2 separate regions of the Mus musculus genome follow, and region 2 is linked to region 1. The links are chromatin contacts, called in public promoter capture Hi-C maps. All regions are on one chromosome and are shown on one strand. The core of a region is the stretch at or near the end of the contact, and the rest is flanking DNA. Distances in the headings are between cores, read along the strand shown.

Region 1 (5,122 bases), core at 449-2,948:
TTTTCCATTTTAAGGCCAGCCCCAGAGGAACTTGCTGATGGTCACGGCTATATATACTCCCTGTTCTTCATTACACAGGGAGGTAGTGATTCCAGATAACTGTGTGCTGGGAGGGTCAGCCTCTAGCACAGCATCCATTGTGCTGTCTTTGAGCCTTAGCTGCCTCACTTTGAACCTCATTTGAGGAGTGTATTGTCACCTGTGTTATGAAAGCAAAGATCTTGCCTTACTTAGCCTTTTCTTAAAAGAGTGTTTTGTCTGCTTTGTATCTGGTGAATTTTCCCCTTAGCTATCAAAGTGGCGTCGCTGTTGTTAGAATTTGGGGTCAGAAGGGAAGGTGTTGGTGATGCAGTTATGTAAACCCGAATCCACAGAGGAGTGGGGTGACTGCCATGTGCTGTCTACAACTGAATACTGGGAAGTGGTTCTGTATTCTTAGTTCCCTGGGCCTTCAGGGATCCTGGGACACTGTGGGGGAAGTGTCTAGTTTAATGTGGACCACTGACCCTGCATATAGGGCTTCTTATCCATGATCTACACACAGGGAATAGATGGTGGGAAGAGAGATGTCTGGGTTGTCTGAAACCCCACCTATTGGGAATGCAGAGGGCAAATGTCTGCTCCCAGATCTTAACCAACCAGGATAAGACCCATTGCCTGGCTTGCCGAGACTCAAAGCCAGGTTGGGCGTTGGCTGGGAAGCCTTTCTGGATCTTTGTAATGCTGATATGTGTAACCATTGTCTGATTGCCCAGGAGTTGTCCCTTTTTCGCTCTTTCTGGGCTGGAATGTGGTGCATTGTGCCTCCTGGTGGCAAGAAGCAGCAACCATCGTGGATGTCTGAAATCTTTCTTTCAAAAAAAATTTTTTTAATCCCCTTTTTATGTCGCTTGTCTCTGTCTACTCTTTTTCCCGCACCGATCTCCCCGCTCCAGTTCCCTAAGTAGTCATGAACAAGGCCTTCAAGTCTGACGAGAAGAGCAATAATATAACCTTTTATTTTGGGGTGGGGAGAGGTGGTTCGCTCCAACAGGCCAGTTGGACCTATCCTAACTGAAGATCCAGCTCATTTATTACTTGTGTCTTTGTAGAGAAACAATCTCAAGATTAACAGAAAAGAAATATTGGGCTGCCTGGATTTTTAATGCAGCTGTTTTATTTGCTATACGCTTGTAACAGGAGGAGAGTGTTGGTGAAGTTTCAACCCAATGTTTAGCTCATTTCTACCACGAAAAGTAGAGAGACCCAAAGGTCAGATATTTCTGCTTTTTAGAAAGTTGTCTCGGTTAAATGCTAAAGATAGTTCGCTTTGTGACAACCCTTTGCAAAAGGCCTGGGATCGCAGAGAGTTGTGGGTCTTTACGCTGACCGGAGTGTAGGAAACGGTTGGCAACATACTATGGGCTTTAAAAAGGAAATGCCGCTTTGCACCTCATCCACCTTTAAAAATGGCGTTAAAAATCGGAGAATTTAATATCTGTGCAGTTATTGCCTTTACATAATTTTAAAAGTTTGAGATGCAGGAGTCGGTGCCAGGGATGAAGTCACCGCTTGGATCAAATATTGATGCTCGGGGTCTGGCTCACCCCAGAGACTTAAAACTTTCTCCTGGGTCGCGACAGACCAGGCACAGAGACCAGCCCTGTAAAATGGGGCACGTGACTTCCCCGGGTGGTGCAGCCAAGTCCGGACAGAGGTGTGGGCTGGCTGGCTGTGGGCGGGGCCTACGGCGTGGGCGGGGCCGTCCTATAATTAGCCAGAGAAGCGCTTCTCCAGTGCGCATTGCTGCACCTCCAGGGCTGGAGAGCTTCCTTGATGCTCTGAGGACTGCATTCCTTTTCATCTCACTGGTTAGCCGGGAGTAGACAGAGGAGAAGGAGACTTCCTGCCGTAAGAGGCCGAAAACTGTAACTAAATATGCTGGGGACTATTACCATCACAGGTAAGACTGGTGACTCTTCTTCCTGCTGATGTGACTCTGGAAGAAGAGTCTCAAGAGGTGAGCCGTGTGGCTGGAATTTTATTAGCTTTCAATTATCTCTCCCTACACTTTCACCGGTGTAGGGAGAGATAATTGAATATGGAGAGCATTCCATAGCCCCTCGGAAACCAATGAACCGCACATTTTATTTTTATTTAAACCAAAATCTTCCTGGAAGCGCTCACGGGACAATGCATCTGGTTGGGAGCCTTATCCGGTCCCCTTAGAGAAGTGGGGGCTGTGCTGTTGAGAGAAGCCACAGCAGCTAGCGAGTTGAATCAGCATCAGATTCACTGTGGATAACCTGCCCTAGTCTAATTTTAAAAGTTCCTATGTCTGAGAAATTGTAAGCGTTCAGTGCTTCCTAGAGCTCATTAAATAAGAACGTTGAGTGAAGTCGTGTATCAGGCTAATATTTTAGTTTAGTTCTGTCATACGTGGTTAGTATTAGCCATAATACTAATACATAATACATAGTTACTAAACCTAAGGGAAGAAATGCCATTTAAGTATTAGTAAAAAAAAAAAAAAAAAAAAAAAAAAAGGTAGTGAAAATAATTATTTTTCCCATGCTTGTTTTCTAGGACTCTACTTGTGTGAGTTGTAATGTTATGCCAACTTCTAGAAGTGGGCAGTCTACGCCAGGCGTTCAGAATGCATTTGCAAATCCACTAACTTGGCGTTTGATAGATAGTCTGAGACTGGCTATATAGGAGAGTGCGTGTTTACGCTCACTTTCCCGTTTACGCTCTTAGAAAATTAAACTCCACTTGCTAACTTACATTTACAAAAGTGGCTCCGATTTAAATATTTAAGATGAATGCTGCCAAATCTGTTGTCTCAAAGTGGGGCGTAGACTTTCCAGGGCTTCCATATTTTTTCTCTGTGTGACTCTTCCCCCCAAAGCCGTGTCTCCCTGTGGAATTTTAAATGACTTCAAAAGTTTAGCAGAGCTAAAAATATCTCTCACTTCCTATAGTTTAGCTTGTTTATGCCGAGGGCTCTTTCATAGTCTGTCCCATCTGTCATGTCTCTAGTCTTTCTACTGCTGGCCAGGGTGGACATTTATGAAACCTACAAATTAAAGACGTTTTAAAAAAATGAATAGCATTCTTCTTCCAAGTTCATTAGGTGTTTTCTTTAAGATTTGTTTGTGATAATGTGTATATGTGTGTGCCAGTCAGTCCGTGTATGAGTACAGGTGCCCTCCAGAGTCAGAGATGTTGGATTCCCCTAGAGCCTATAGTTACAGCTTATAGTTTTAGTTGGGAACTGAACTTCTGGCCTCAGAAAGAGTTGTCTATTCTCTTATTCTCTTAACTGCTGCACCCTCTCTCCAGCCCGAGTCAGGGTGTCTGCATGGATGGATGGATGGATGAACAACACTTTGAATGGGTCCTCTGAGATCTCCCTCTCTCCTGGCATTTTTTTTGTGTGTGTGTGTGTATAAGGTGTTGTGTATTCCATTTTTTATTAATTTGTCTCGTGCTCAGTTTCTTGTGGGAAGGAGGGGGTTCCAGCGGGTAATCCCAGTGGAGCCACAGGCAGAGTATTTAGAAGAACCGTTCAGTTTTTAAGGTACTATTAAGTGGTTGGATCTATGGCTTTCTAGATTATACTTCACACTGTGCATATGGACAGTGTTGCCTGGTTTTATACTTTTTGCCAGTAATCAGAAACTGCACAAGAGACTAGACGTGCTGGTGCAGGATTCAGCACTCGGGGAGGAGGCTAGCTGCGCTCCATGGGTTCAAGACCAGTCTGGTCTATAATAGAGAGGTGTAGGAAGCCTGGTGTGACATGGAGTAACTCTGCCTCAAAAGAAAGGAGGAAATAATGAAAGAATAATGAAAGAAAGAAAGAAAGAGCACAAATCTTTAATGGCAAGGGGTTGGAGGTATAGCTCAGTTGGTAAAATGTTTGCTAGCATGCCTGAATCTGGAAGGAGAATCAGGAATTCAAAGCCTGGCTGGGATTAATGATACCTCATCTCAAAAAAAAAAAAAAAAAAAAAAAAAAAAAGATAAACTAGGGAGAAACAGAAAAGAACTGGGCAGCTACAGGGCAAGCAGCTTCTTCAAAGAGAATCTCGGTGTCTTTGTGTTTATGCTTTTGATTTTTTGGTTTTTTGAGGTTTTTTTTTGTTTTTGTTTTTTGTTTTTTGTTTTTTTTTGTAAGTTAACTGATTAAGGAAGATGTATTCTTAGTAGCCATTAAGAAGTTGGTCAGAGCCAGGTGTGGTGGCGCATGCCCATCCCAGCACTTGGGAAGCAGAGGCAGGTGGATTTCTGAGTTCAAGGCCAGCCTGGTCTACAAAGTGAGTTCCAGGACAGCCACAGCTATATAGAGAAACCCTGTGGGGGGTGGGGGGGTAAGAGGAGTAGGTCAGAGCTGGGCGTGGTGATGTGACCCTTCCATCCCAGCACTCAGGAGGCCAAGGCAGGCAGGCAGATCTCTGAGTTTGAGGCCAGCCTGATGTATAAAGCTAATTCTAGAACCACTTAGCCAAGGCTACACAGACTAACCCTGACTCAGACAGACAGTTGTTCAGAATCTTAAAAGCAGTGAAGGCTTCTAAACTGCTTGTTTAAATAAAAGGGAAGAGAGTTTTTGTAGCATTGGAGAAGGAGCCTGGTGCTCTCACTTCTTAAATGCAGGCAAGATGATGGAGTGTGTATAGCAACTACGTGGAACTCTGTTGTTTTTCTTCCTTTCTTTCTTCCCTTTTTAAAAATTTCTTTACTTATTTTATGTATGTGGGTACACTGTCACACCAGAAGGGGGCATAGGATCCCGTTGCAGATGGTTGTGAGCCACCATGTGGTTTCTGGGAATTGAACTCAGGACCTCTGGAAGAGCAGTCAGTGCTCCTAGCCACTGAGCCATCTCTCCAGCCCCATGTTTTTAGTTCTAAAAGCAGGAGAAATCTTAAAGACATTTTCTATCGCCTCTCTTCCAGCTCACACAGACATATGAGATATGAGGTTTAGGCCGTACACGCTGAGTTAGGATCTGAGGGATTGCCCCACAGCACGTGGCAACGTCATTCTGGGCCTCCATTAGCATTAACTGGGCATAGAAACTAGAAAATAGTTGTTGGCGACATGATTGTGAGAAAGTGGCTCCTTCCCTGATGCACAG
Region 2 (5,052 bases), core at 2,290-4,789, 71 kb after region 1:
TTACTGGAATCTGAAGTCAACGTTTTTGGTAACACATCTCTTAACAGATTTTCTGGTCTTGTTCAAAAGGCTATACTCACCAATTTAATTGTCCTTTTACTCAGCTTGTTTGAAGCCTTAAAGGCTGTTTAAATGCAGCCGACCTATGTAGGGTAGCTGAGAGATGCTGCTGTTTTTACACTCACAGCAGGCTTGTGACAGCTGGCTCATGCTGCTGCTACTACTCCTTGGGAAACTTGGGTTCCCTTGGGTTATAGGGATTGCAGTGGGGTCCCCAGCATCTCTGCAGAGAGCTGGAAAGAAAGGCCACACACTCGCCTTGGCAGTACTAGCAAGCACAGCATCAGCAAGATGTCACTGAATGTGTATTCTCTGGTGTAGTCGGCCAAGGCACAAAATGAATGCTCCATTGTAGTGTATGCAAAGCAGTACTGGATGAATGTACACACACACACACACACATGAACAGTGGGATCTTGGCAGAGTGGGGGGGGGGCAGAGCTATGACTAAAAATATGACTAATAATTACCATGAAGGTAATTATGTCCTTAATTGTATGTGTTTGTGATATGAGTGATCCATGAGACATGCACATAATACAGTATGTTTGTAGGGAGACCGACTTTGTCAATGTATTACTGCCAAAACAACATACATTTGTAACACAAGTGTTTGTATGGCTTGTAAGCTAGGGCCATGATTCCAGAGTTTTAAGAATGGTATCGAGTGGCGCACTCCTTTAATCCCAGCACTCAGGAGGCAGAGGCAGGTGAATTTCTGAGTTCAAGGACAGCCTGGTCTACAAAGTGAGTTCCAGGATAGCCAGGGCTACACAGAAACTCTGAAAACCAAAAAAAAAAAAAAAAGAAAAAAAAAAAGAATGGTGTTGAAAGTTGGCCTAGTCATTCTTTTTCCTTTAGAACTTTGAGTATATTGACCCAAACACCATACTCTGAACTCTTTCTTATTCAGGTAGCAACATAATTAAGAGCTGAAAGGATCATTATGTCATTTGTGTTTTATTTTGAGACAGTTCTGCTGTGTTATTGTTGGCCTCAAACTGGGCAGTCTGCCTCTGCTTTTCCAGTGCAGAGATGAGTGCGTTTCCCTGTGTAGCCAGGGCTGCTCTGGACATCAGGATCTGCCTGCTTCAGCTTCCTGAGGTTCTAGGTGTGTCCCCTGCGCACTGACAGCCCCTTGACTTAGAGGGTAGAGTAAGAGTCACCAGTAGTGAACGCTGGCTTTGCTGGTTCAGAACTTGACTTCTCTCTTGCCAGTGTGGTGCTTTCATGATCACAAGGTCAGAAGAAGACTCTCCCCAGCTCAAACATTACCTTAGGAAAACACAGAGCGAGAGTTACTACTTCTTGTGGTAGAACTGAATTTCATTTTCTAAGAAAAAAGGGGCTTTCCTTGGTCCACAAACCCCTGGTGATTCTTCACTGTGTCAGGCTGACATAAGTAACAGCATAGCAGTGAAGGCCATTGACTGAAGACTGCGGTTAGTGATGTGGCCCTGCCTTCTCACAAGACTGCAGGGCTGAGGCTCAGGTAGCCGAGTAGGTGTTAGGCTCCACGTGGCAAACTAATGAAAAGGAGCCAATGCCGTCTTTAAAACTCGGGACCTCACTTACTGCATTTGCACACTAGCCTAGTCATCCGATGCAAGTACTTGGGAGTAGAGCCCGGGCGGGGCTGCTGCTGACCTCAATGGTGATGAGGATGACGATCATCCACTCCAAGCGGAGTGCTCGCTTCTCATTGAGGTGATTCCGCATTAGGTCTGTTAGTTCCATGCAGTGCTGCAGTTTTTCATTCATGACCTGCAAGAAAGAGAAAACAGGTAAGATATGCTAGGTCATCAAATTCTTATGCTTAGTCCTCTAAGATGACCAGCGGTTAGCAAAGGGTGTTTAATGACTCCATCTAGAAACCTTTTTGTAATGCAGTTTTGTTTTATTGTGTATGTTTATGAATGTACATGTGCATAGATGCCTGTGGGGCCAGCTTGTACTAAGCGTTTGTGAGCGAGCTATATGGGTGCTGGGATCTGGTTTGTTTTTTTTTTTTTTTTGGTTTTTCAAGACAGGGTTTCTCTGTGTAGCCCTAGCTGTCCTGGAACTCAGAAATCTGCCTGCCTCTGCCTCCTGAGTGCTGGGATTAAAGGCGTGCGCCACCATACCCAGCCCCGATCTGTTCTTTTGAGAGAGTTTCTCTGTACAGCCCTGGCTTCCCTGGAGCTCCCTCTGTATACCAGGCTGGACTCAAACTTTGCCTGCCTCCTGAGTGCTGGGATTAAAGGCGTGCAGCACCACTGCCCGGCAGATGCTGGGATCTTAACTCTGTACAGGACACACTCCTAATCAAGCCATCTCCGCACCCGCTTATTTTGAGATGGGGTCTCATGTAACCTAGGGTGGCCTTAAGTCTTCTTGCTACCACCTCCAGGAATGCTGGTATTCCATGGGCCACCACATGAAATCAGTGCTGGCTACTGAACTTGAGGCTTCATGCTTGATGGCAAACTAAACTACCAGGTCAGTTTTATTTCTTGGTCCCTTTGTATTGCAGTTTAAAAAGAAACCCTGCATACTAATCCATGACTGATGGATGTTTAAGAAATAGCATTTTGTTACGGGAACAAGAAACTTTATTAAGCATGACAAAGACTGATTTGGCACTTTTCCTCTCTCTCTTTTCTCTATGCTCATACCCTTTCTCTCTTTCTCTGTCCCCCATCCCTCCCAATGGCAACTCCTCCTGGCCTCAATTCCCAATAAACCTGCCTTTAATATGATCTTAAAAAAAAAAAAAAAAAAAAAAAAAGACTGATTTGGCACAGGGGCTAAGCTAATAAGGCTTTTTACTCAAACATGTAGTACCTGTAACAGAAACTCACCACTAGATGGCACCATCACTAGCTGAACTGGCAAAGGTTCTCGGTTATGACGCCTTGGATAAGCTGGAGTGGGGTATGGATGGGAGTTGCACCAAATAGCATCTGACTTTAAACCTGGATGTGAGTGTAGCTATCTACCTTCTTAGAACCTGTGCACTTCTGAAAGCTGTAAAGTCGGAACATTTATAGTTAGTGAGTGCAGGTTTGGCCAGTATGAGCAGCAGTCTAGGCAGGGATTCCATGGTGTAGCATCCAGATTTCCAGTATGTAGCATCATAGCAGGTCATATTCAGGGTTTGGCACAGAGCATTTAACTGCTTTACCAATTAGGGTCAACACACAGAACACAGCGGTTGATAGAATCACATTGTAGCTTCTAACCTATAAATGTCAGGGTGGCACTGCGGTCCTTTGTGGTCTTTGTCCACTGCTTAGTCTTGGCCTCTGGTGTGCTCATCTTTTAAGATCCTCTCTCCATTTCAACTGTACACAGCACAGAGAGCATGCTCCTCCCCAACTTTACTGCTTTAACAGCAATCTGTGCAGTGTTCCTGTAACAACGTTAAAGACTCCTGGGGCCTCGAGAGAGCTCAGCGGTAGGAGTGTGACTGCTCCTGCAGAGGACACCCAGGCTGCTCCCCAGAACTCCTATCAGCAGTTCACAGCTGCCTGTGACTCCGCACAGACACACATAAGACAGATAAGGAGCATTCCTGGAGGTGAATATTGTGAAATCTCAGTCCTGGAGCAAAGGCAGGCGGCAGATTTCAGAATCTAGAGCCAGCATGATCTACATAGCAAGTTCTTGGCCAGCCAGAGCTACACTGACCCCATCTTGAAACAAGAAGTCCCTTGATGATTAAACTTAAGTTTTCTTTAGTTCAAAGCTGGATTAGCCTAAGCCAAAGCAGTTTCAGACTCAGGAGACTAACTGCTGGTTTAGTGGATACCTAAGAATGTCAGTACAGAGAGCCTGAGATCACTTGGAGACCCAGGAAGGGAAATGCAGCTAGATGAATCCAGTAAGAATTTCCAAGGAAAGGGAGAGCAGAGGTCAGGAAACGTGGTGGTGGTGCAGGCAGCAGTGTACAGCCCTGAGCTCACGGCTAGATCCTGACCAATTCATTAAGCTTACGTGGGAACAGGCCAATTCTAAGAGGGGGAGCTGCCTACATCTTGGTGGCAGTCATACTCCATCTCATTGTAATGACTATTATAACAAAGCACACCAAGAGACATCAAAGGGGAAACTAGAATACTTCAGTATGGCTGCACCTAGAAGCTTGTCACAAGGGGCTTTATTTTCAGAAGTGGAGACAGCATTTGCATCGCATGCGCCTATTCTAAGCATCCTAGTCTGAGAGACCTCACGGAACCACTTCCTCCCGCACAGCTCACTAACCCCTCCGCAACACGCTACTCGCCTGCCAGCCACTCCATACTTAGGGAATCAACATCCTTTTGAGACCGGGTCTCATGGAACCCAGGCTGGCTTCTAACTCACTCTGTAGCCAGGGTCTTATGCGGATATGTAGGTCAGTGTTTATGAAGTAGGCTGCTAAAAAGTCAGCAGGCCTCCCGACTTGTTTTAAACAGAACACAGCAAAAAGGATGAGTTGCCTGGGCCTGTAAATAGGCAGTGAGACACTGCCTCATGTGTTCTCTAGCACTGCCTTACCGTGTACACAATGGTTAGTAGGTGCCCTGTGCAGAAGCGTCTGTGGTAAGGAGCTGAAACCTTAGTGTATGAGCCGCCATGTGAAAAGGCAGGAAGCCGGTCCTTCCCAGGCAGGCAGGCCGCAACTGCTTGCAGCTCTATGAGAGGCCCTGGCCCAGGAAACTAGGACAAAGCTGCTGTCAGCTGCTAGTTTTAGGGAAACTGTACGGCAGTTAGCTGATGCCAGTGCTGGAGAGGCCTCATTGACACACAACTCTGGTCTCTCCCTCACATCTTCATCTTCAGCCTGTGTACTCTCCAATCAGGAAAGCCATACTTGTTTCATCTGTCCAGACAACCTGGATTAGCAAATGTCTCAGACATCTGGAATATGGAACTACTACAGAGGAAGACTGAAGTTACCCTCTAGTGTCTATAAGGCATGTGCACATCTACATGTATATATACAATGAACACAAGCAAGTATCACACCAC

What was found. Capture Hi-C pulls out chosen DNA fragments and counts their contacts.
Region 2: a contact with region 1 is called in a promoter capture Hi-C map of adipose tissue. The contact joins two enhancer-like sites. A contact is called at or near these places in 2 of 115 datasets of contacts at active chromatin or transcription factors (embryonic stem cells and pancreatic cancer cells) and 2 of 9 other capture datasets (adipose tissue and liver).

Annotation. Positions count from the first base shown.
Region 1 is chr10:4,332,768-4,337,889 of GRCm38.p6, forward strand. All of the region lies in intron 2 of Akap12 (A kinase (PRKA) anchor protein (gravin) 12), which reads left to right. Among named protein-coding and RNA genes, the nearest start is that of Gm40592, 25 kb to the left of the region's middle. Within about 2 kb of position 1,699, at least 264 of the 459 cell types and tissues checked have an H3K27ac peak or open chromatin away from gene starts, as enhancers often do. A contact at or near this core is called in adipose tissue, where this site is marked.
Region 2 is chr10:4,402,167-4,407,218 of GRCm38.p6, forward strand. Rmnd1 (required for meiotic nuclear division 1 homolog) reads right to left here. Exons shown (of 13, transcript NM_025343.6): 12 at 1,708-1,824; 13 at 1,003-1,335. The coding sequence ends at 1,303. Among named protein-coding and RNA genes, the nearest start is that of Zbtb2, 17 kb to the left of the region's middle. Within about 2 kb of position 3,540, at least 34 of the 459 cell types and tissues checked have an H3K27ac peak or open chromatin away from gene starts, as enhancers often do. A contact at or near this core is called in adipose tissue, where this site is marked.